Regions from separate parts of the Danio rerio genome. Here region 1 is linked to region 2. The links are chromatin contacts, called in public HiCAR-type maps. All regions are on one chromosome and are shown on one strand. The core of a region is the stretch at or near the end of the contact, and the rest is flanking DNA. Distances in the headings are between cores, read along the strand shown. Region 1 holds the start of krt18a.1 (keratin 18a, tandem duplicate 1). Region 2 holds the start of krt8 (keratin 8).

Region 1 (3,973 bases), core at 339-2,838, 91 kb before region 2:
TATACTAATAATAATATACTATAATGTGTAATAATAATTATATATATATATAATTAATATAATAATAATAATAATAATATACATAATACAAATATATAGCATAATATCAATAAATATAATAATATCAATAAATATAATAATAATATATATTTAAATAATTTTTCAAAAATTTTTCAAACTTTTTTAATTGAAATACGGTTTCAGTGCCAAATTTTACATATCTTTTCATCAGGATAATCTCCTATTAAAACTCCTATTTAATTTAGTTGCAGTGAGAATGCCTGAGAAATGAGAAATTAATTATTTTAATTTAATCTACTCATAACTTGCTACATAGTCTCTAAAGAATGAAAAATCAATCATTCTGATAACAGCGTCTGCTTATCAGTGACATTAGTTTTAAAAGTCAGCTTCAAGGTGTGAAACTGACCCTAATGGGTATTTTATCATTAGCAGTATCTGCTTTATGAACTCAAACCTTTCAAGATTAGCACTCATTTAGTACATGAAAGAAGTTGGCTATGTTTGTAATTTCTCTAAGATAGCTCAGACTGCGTTTTCAGGAAAGTCTCACATCTGGTCGCATTTTGTCCTGTCTGAACTCCCTCAGCTTTTCCATTTCCCTGATGACACACACAGACGCTAAAACATCTCAGTTTCCAAACTAATCCATCCTCAGGGAACAAACAAACATCTGTATGTGTAAAAAGACAATGATAAACACAGGACGGAGATGCTTACTCACCGGAAAACCGGCTGTAAGCAGAATTTACAACAGCCGTCCCGTAGAGAGAAACCACCCCCTCCCCCATGCCTTCCCCTCTTTTCAGTTTCACCCATAGTTTTTTTTTTTTTTTGGTTGTTTGCCAATCAGTGCTGACCATCAGTAAACTCTCACTCAACCCTTTTAAATCAAGCCAACATTAAACGACAATGAAATGCTTTTGTTTTGTTACTTTATGTCTTGAAGCCCAATAAACATCCCCTAGACTGTTAATAAACATAACCCAGCACAATTAGACTGTCACATTAAGTTCTTTATAGAGGCCATAAAGCTTCTCCTGGCGTTTCCCACTCACCTTCTTGCGCAGCTCATCAACGATTGGCTGGAAGCGGCTGTAGTCGTGGACATCAGGACCTCTCTTCTCTAGGGCCTCCCGGATCTTCAGCTCCAGCTTGCTGTTGGCCTGCTCCAGGATCCTCACTTTCTCCAGATAGGAGGCCAGACGGTCGTTCAGGTTCTGCATGGCCATCTTCTCATTGCCCATGATCTCGCCTGTGCTACCACTTGCACTCACTTGGATGGAGCTGGACATCGAGGGAACTCCCAGTCCACTGCGGACTCCTGAGTAGGAGGCAGAGGAGATGCGGGTTCCTTGGCCTCCAGCGCCACCGTAGATGCTCGCAGCCCTGTAAGTCGGCACATTGGTGGTGCGCTTGATAGACACCTGGGACACTGGCACCTGGGAGGTGGAGGAACGCACGCTGTAGCTTGTTCTCAGACTCATGGTCGCTGGTGTAAGTGAGCAGACGAGTGAATGAAGGCCTGGAGAGAGGTAGAGCTCAGTAACACAGCAGAGCAGAGCACAGGACATGAGACACACTCGCTGGGTTTATGAACACGCAGCTCTTGGATAATCCCGCCCTGAGCCCCTCCCCACAGCCAATCACATTTCAACAGGTCTTGCAAGCGGCCCTGCGGGTTCTCAGAATGAATGCCTTTAGTAAGTTTGTTATTACAAGTGGCTCCGTTTTCTCTGTATGAAATGTTCTTAGCATCTGGAGTTTTTTTTGTTTGGAGGTTTTTTAATTATGCAGTCAAGTTATTATCTAAATATTTGAACATCGTTGATATACATCTCTCTGATAAAGATGTACTAAGCTAAAACTACTCTTACTTTAAAGTTTTATACTTTACCATCAGTTAACTAGTTTTTTTTAATCATGAAACAAGACTCAGCAATGCTTTTAACAACTGTGAAAACTGAAATGAAGCTGCTGTAAAACCCAACAATCAACTTTATCAAATGAAATTAGTGTAGGTAACTCAAAATATACTGAAAGTTAATTCTACTCATTTTAAACGAGCTTTGAACTCAGTGTTGAAGGTAATGAATACCATACTCATTACTTCACTTTAAATGGAGTAAGTTCACAGTACGCATATAGATTAGTTTTTAGCTCAAATAGTTTGTAGCAGTCGGTTTACCTAAACGGTTTGAGTTGCCTTTACTTATTAGGTTTTACAGTTCTCAGTTGTTTTGATTTCCCTTCATTTTATTTGGTTTTACACAGTAAAAAGTAATTATTTACTTAAAACAAGTTTACTAATTGCTTTAAAAGCAACAAGTTGACTTTACAAAAATAATGTAAGTAATCCTATTGTAACTTGGAACCGTTAAGGTGTCTTAATTTTTATAATTATGCTAATTATACTTACTTTTTTAAGTCAAAAAATCCCTTTTTACAGTCTCAGACTATTTAAGCACGTCTGTTTTCACATAATTAATGAAGTTATTACAATATTACATAGTTGGTGCTTCATTAAGTCTAGAAAATCTATAGCCTGTATTAAATTTAGAAGACACACTGGAGTCTGGAAGAGCAGATTTATTTTAGTTACTGAATGTTATTTTAGATACAGAAAAGCTGGGGCAAAAAAACAAACATGATAAAGGTGTATTGGAAAAAACTGATTAGTTTACTTTTATTTAAAAAGTAAATACAATTTGCATAATTGTAAAAAATTAAATCAACTTAATAGTTTCAGGTTACAATGGGTTTACTTACATTATTATATTTAAGTCAATGTGTTGCGTTTAAAGTTATTTAAGGTTTACTTGCTTTAAGTAACTAATCACTTTTTACACTGGGCTCAAATTGTTTCGTGTACTCAAATTGATTAAGTTCACCCTACTCATATAGATTTGTTTTGTGAACTCAAACGGTTTGTAGCAATCGCTTTCCTCAAATGATTTGAGTTGCCTTAACTAATTGGGTCTTACAGTACTCAGTTGGTTTGAGTTCTCTTCATTTATTGGGTTTTACTGTGTTCAAATTGCTTCATGTACTCAAATGGATTAAGTTCACAGCACTCTTTAGGATTAGATTTTGAACTTTAATGGATTGTTGCAATCGGTTTCCTGAATTGGATTGAGTTACCGTAACTTTTTGGGTTTTAAGTTGTGTTTCAACTTCATCAATGTTCTTATCTTCATCAAAACTTCATCTATGTTAAGCTGTTTAGGCAATATCAACATTGTAAAAGTGCTATAGAAATAAAAACGATTTTAATTAAAACTTAATAATAATTAGCATTACTTGTGAAATTGTATCATAAATATACTAATGTACTATAAAACCTTTTTACGCTAAATCAGAGATTTATATTTGCTGTAAATAAATCTATCATTAAAGAACAAAACTTTTATTACTATCAATTAATGTTAATTTATAAACACTTTAGTAACTTTAAGTACTTTAACTGATCATAACTTAATGTACAACACTTTAAAAATTGATAGTTATTTCTGAATAATACACGTAATTAATAAATAATTTCTCTTGTCAGTTTGCAGTTACAAATTCATTAATGTTAGCATTTGTTTTAAACTGTTTCTGCTTGTTAACACAACTCTTGTGTTAGGAAATGTCATTTTTTATTAGTATGAAATATACCTGCACTATTAAGTAACTCTCTTACAGTAAAATCCAAACTTGTTAGACACTCCCGTTGGGAAACCATTATGTTTTGCAATTTTTCGACTCCTTTTTTTTCATCACATACTGTAAAGCGAAAAAACAAATCAAGTTGCTGCAAGCTGTCTGTCTTATCTCATCTTTCTCTGTTACCAAAAAGCTGCCAAAAATGAAGAGTTTAAGGTTACGACCAGTTTCTAGTTGTGATATCTGATCACCAAAAAGGGTTTTCCTGCCTGCCACGCCTGTTAAAGGATGTGTGAACAAAGGAACA
Region 2 (3,818 bases), core at 201-2,700:
TTTAAATATTATTAAATAAATTAGGAAATCACCCATGGCAACTATATTTACCTTCGGCCCACTAGCCTCAATCAAGATTGATTTTTGGCCCTTTGTAAGAAAAAGTTTGGGCGCCCCTGATCTAACCTTATCATCCAGCCTCCCCTGTATCATAAAATATCACAGCACTTGCCAAAACTCAAGCCTAATAAGAGCCTCATCATTTTAAACCGTGTTTTAAAAAGCAAACCTCTGGTTATTTAACCATTAACACAGCACGAACATAAACCTGGCTAACTTTATGAGGCCTTTGGAATTCAAGGGGCTTCAGGTCCTTAGAGCTGGGTTTTAAAACCTGTCAAGTATTGCTTTACTGAGGCTGAGAAACTATTGGTGGTCCAGTTTCAGGTAGGACTGTTCCTGCTTGTCAAGTTAAATATTACATACTATCATATTCCGCTTAAATATCCATGTGTTTATGCTGTAATCATACACTGTAAAGCCCAAAAAGTTAAGGTAACTCAAACCATTTGAGAAAACCGATTGCAACAAACCATTTAAGTTCAAAAACTAATCCTAATGAGTGCCGTGAACTTAATCCATTTGAGTAAACAAATACATTTTAGCACACTAAAGCTTAATAAATGAAGAGTACCCAAACCGTTTGAGGAAACCAATTGCTACAAACCATTTGAGTAAAAATAAAAACTGTGTTCTGAAAACAAAAACTTTTTTCAAATGAGTAGAATTAACTTTCAGTAAATTTTGAGTTAACTACACTCATTTCATTTAATAAAGTTAAGTGTTGGGTGTTATAGTGTAATATTTATAGTAGAGAATGCCTCATATCTAAAGCTAGTTGGCTGCTGTAGGTAATGATAAAGCATAACTGGAAGCCACATGTTCCTCTTTGTACAGCTTCAAGTGCTGAGAGTTAAAATATTTGAGCTGTCAAAGGTTTAGAGTGAAATTCAAAGCCCTCCAGATGTCTTATTTGAATAGGCAAATCAATAGATGCATGCTAGTTCAGTGTGAACATTCATTGCCTTGTAGATCCTGGCCTTGCATTGAAGGATTTCAATACTAATGTTTAATTTTACTGACATACAACGTTTTAAAATGTTGGTATTTTGGCTTTTATTAAAAGTGTGATTCATTTTGTACAAAATAAAACAAGGTATATTAACTTGAACAAACTGAGGGAGGGTCACTAGTTTTTCAAGCACTTAATTATCCCAGAAAATGTCTGTTTCTGGTCATATTGAATTACAAAAAAGATCCATGTACTGGTTAGACTAGGAATGCAGGACAATGTTGGATTGAATTTCAGCCACACCCACCTTCTACACCTAAACACCGACCAATCAGACCCCTCCTTTGGCTCCACCCACTCCGTGTCCAGCGCATAAAGAGCAAGACAGAGTCAGCCGTTCTCTCTATCTGCTCGAGTTTCTCCAGCACAGCAGACAAGGCTCATATCTGCTGCTCTCGCTCCCCCTTTGCTCCAGGTCATTCTCTACAAGACAGAAAACACACAAGGCAGGATGTCCACCTACAGCAAGAAAACCAGCTACACCGTCAAGTCTTCTTCCTCTGGATCTATCCCACGCAACTTCAGCAGTTTGTCTTACTCCGGTCCCAGCATGAGCCGGCAGAGCTACAGTGCACGCAGCTCCTATGGAGGTGTCAATCGGGGCATGGGAGCTGGAATGGGAGGTGGTAGTGGCTTCATCTCTAGCTCTTCAGCCTACGGTCTTGGCATGGGCATGGGTACCGGAATGGGTGCAGGAGTTGTGGCACCAATTCAAGCAGTCACCGTCAACAAGAGCCTCCTGGCACCTCTGAATCTGGAGATCGACCCCAACATCCAAATTGTCCGCACCCAGGAGAAAGAGCAAATCAAGACCCTCAACAACCGCTTCGCTTCCTTCATTGACAAGGTAGGTTTGACATTTCTTTTTTTGGAGTTACACAAGTGGTCAGTATGGTCAGAAAAGTGGAAAAACTGACTGCGTTCTTGCTTAAAAAGTCTGTAAAAGTTAGTCTAGAGTGGAACAGAAACTATATATTGGGTTTAAACACTTGAGAAAGTAAGGGCGAGTAGAAAAGGGTGTGTGCATGGTCAGAGTGTGATGGCTTTTCATTTAAATGAGATGCCTTGAGGCGCTTCTGAAACCCTTCTGAAGAGTCCACACCCAAAAAAGGACGCCCTGCAGGACCTGAAACCTGTTTTATACATCTTATCATTACAAGCCATGCATTACATTTCCAGAATCCAAACAAAATGTACAATCAACTAAATGTCACATTCTTTTGTAGTTAATATTTAATTTGAAGAACCAGGGTCATGTGCTGGATAGTACTAGATAGATTACGTAACAGCAAGGCAACAAGAAGAGGAAATATTCTGTCACACATTTAGCTCTTAAGTATTTATGTCCTTCCTCTTAATTATAATAGTCTCCTTTGCCTTGCATTATTTGATTAACGCTCCATCTGTTTTGAATATGACAGATGATCAGTAAAGTCAGCTGGCTCAGTGACACTTTTACTGTAACCTAGTTGTGTGTTCAATGTTCACCTCGAGCTGTTAAAGTCTTATCATGGTATTATTTGCTCTCCGCCTGTCGTTTACACACTCCTTTAAAGGACTACAGGAGATCAGAGCTGGTATCTTCCTGCTATCACTTAAATATTAACTGAGTGGATCAAAACTTCTTTGATAGTCTCATTTCAGTCTATAAAAAGAGATATAGTTATCCATACTAATGTCCTACTGGAATATGCGTCACCATTTCCAGAAGGGGGGGGCATTACAAACTGAAAACACATGCATCCCTTGTTATTTAAGGAAAACAGTGCTTTCCTTTGTGAAGATCACTTAACCACACAAGCAATATGTTGGCATATGGTTGCACTTCTAGAACCCTGATTCTAAATTGCCTCTGCAGCATCGGTCTGGGGGTGGGGTTACTTTCTGAAGTTGCACTTACTTCCAAGTATGGTTTTCATTTGTGCCTGGATTGAGACAAAACCTTTATTCTCATTCTGCCAATGTAGGTACGTTTCCTGGAACAGCAGAATAAGATGCTGGAGACTAAATGGAGCCTGCTCCAGAACCAGACAGCCACACGCTCCAACATCGATGCCATGTTCGAGGCCTACATCGCCAACCTGCGCAGACAGCTCGACAGCCTTGGCAATGACAAAATGAAGCTGGAGGCCGACCTGCACAACATGCAAGGTCTCGTTGAGGACTTCAAAAACAAGTGCGTAAAAGTCTCATATTGGTTAAAACCTGGTCAAAGAAGGCTTTAGTGGTGTACTTCGTAGAATAAAAGAGGAAAGGCAAGGGAAAACTTGTTTTAAGGTCTGATGGGAATAGACATAATTCATAATCCAACAGGGTTTTAGGCAACTGATACACAACCATAGTCACTCCCTATACTTGCCCATTGCCCAGCCTTTTTCAGATTTGAATCATATCATAGGCATTTCACTGAATAACATAATATACCATTGAAAAACAACTTTGTGCTGCAATTAAATGGGCGTCAGCATGATTCAGATAGATTTACACCAACTGAACAAACATCAACGCAGCACCTTTCATGGATCTCTAGACAAATCTGATTAATAATGAGGCCCATGAGAGACAAAAAGTCGATCCAGAAATAGTTCAGCACTTTTTGTGACAAATGTGTAGCACTGCTGCCCTCTAGTGTACAAAACTCATTTAATAGACCACTATAACATCTAACCTTTCTGTTTCTTCATCTCTCTTCAGATATGAGGATGAAATCAACAAGCGCACAGAATGTGAGAACGAGTTTGTGCTC

Evidence for each region. HiCAR-type assays count read pairs that join an accessible place to other places.
Region 1: a HiCAR-type map of caudal fin shows a contact between it and region 2, with 7 times the contacts expected there. The contact joins the promoter of krt18a.1 here to the promoter of krt8 in region 2. A contact is called at or near these places in 4 of 18 Hi-C or Micro-C datasets (caudal fin, embryo, hematopoietic stem cells and 1 more) and 3 of 4 datasets of contacts at active chromatin or transcription factors (caudal fin, embryo and gastrula embryo).

The regions. Positions count from the first base shown.
Region 1 is chr23:10,460,653-10,464,625 of GRCz12tu, reverse strand. krt18a.1 (keratin 18a, tandem duplicate 1) reads right to left here and starts at 1,588. Exons shown (of 7, transcript NM_178437.2): 1 at 1,080-1,588. The coding sequence starts at 1,508.
Region 2 is chr23:10,369,178-10,372,995 of GRCz12tu, reverse strand. krt8 (keratin 8) reads left to right here and starts at 1,450. Exons shown (of 9, transcript NM_200080.2): 1 at 1,450-1,919; 2 at 3,040-3,248; 3 at 3,767-3,818. The coding sequence starts at 1,524.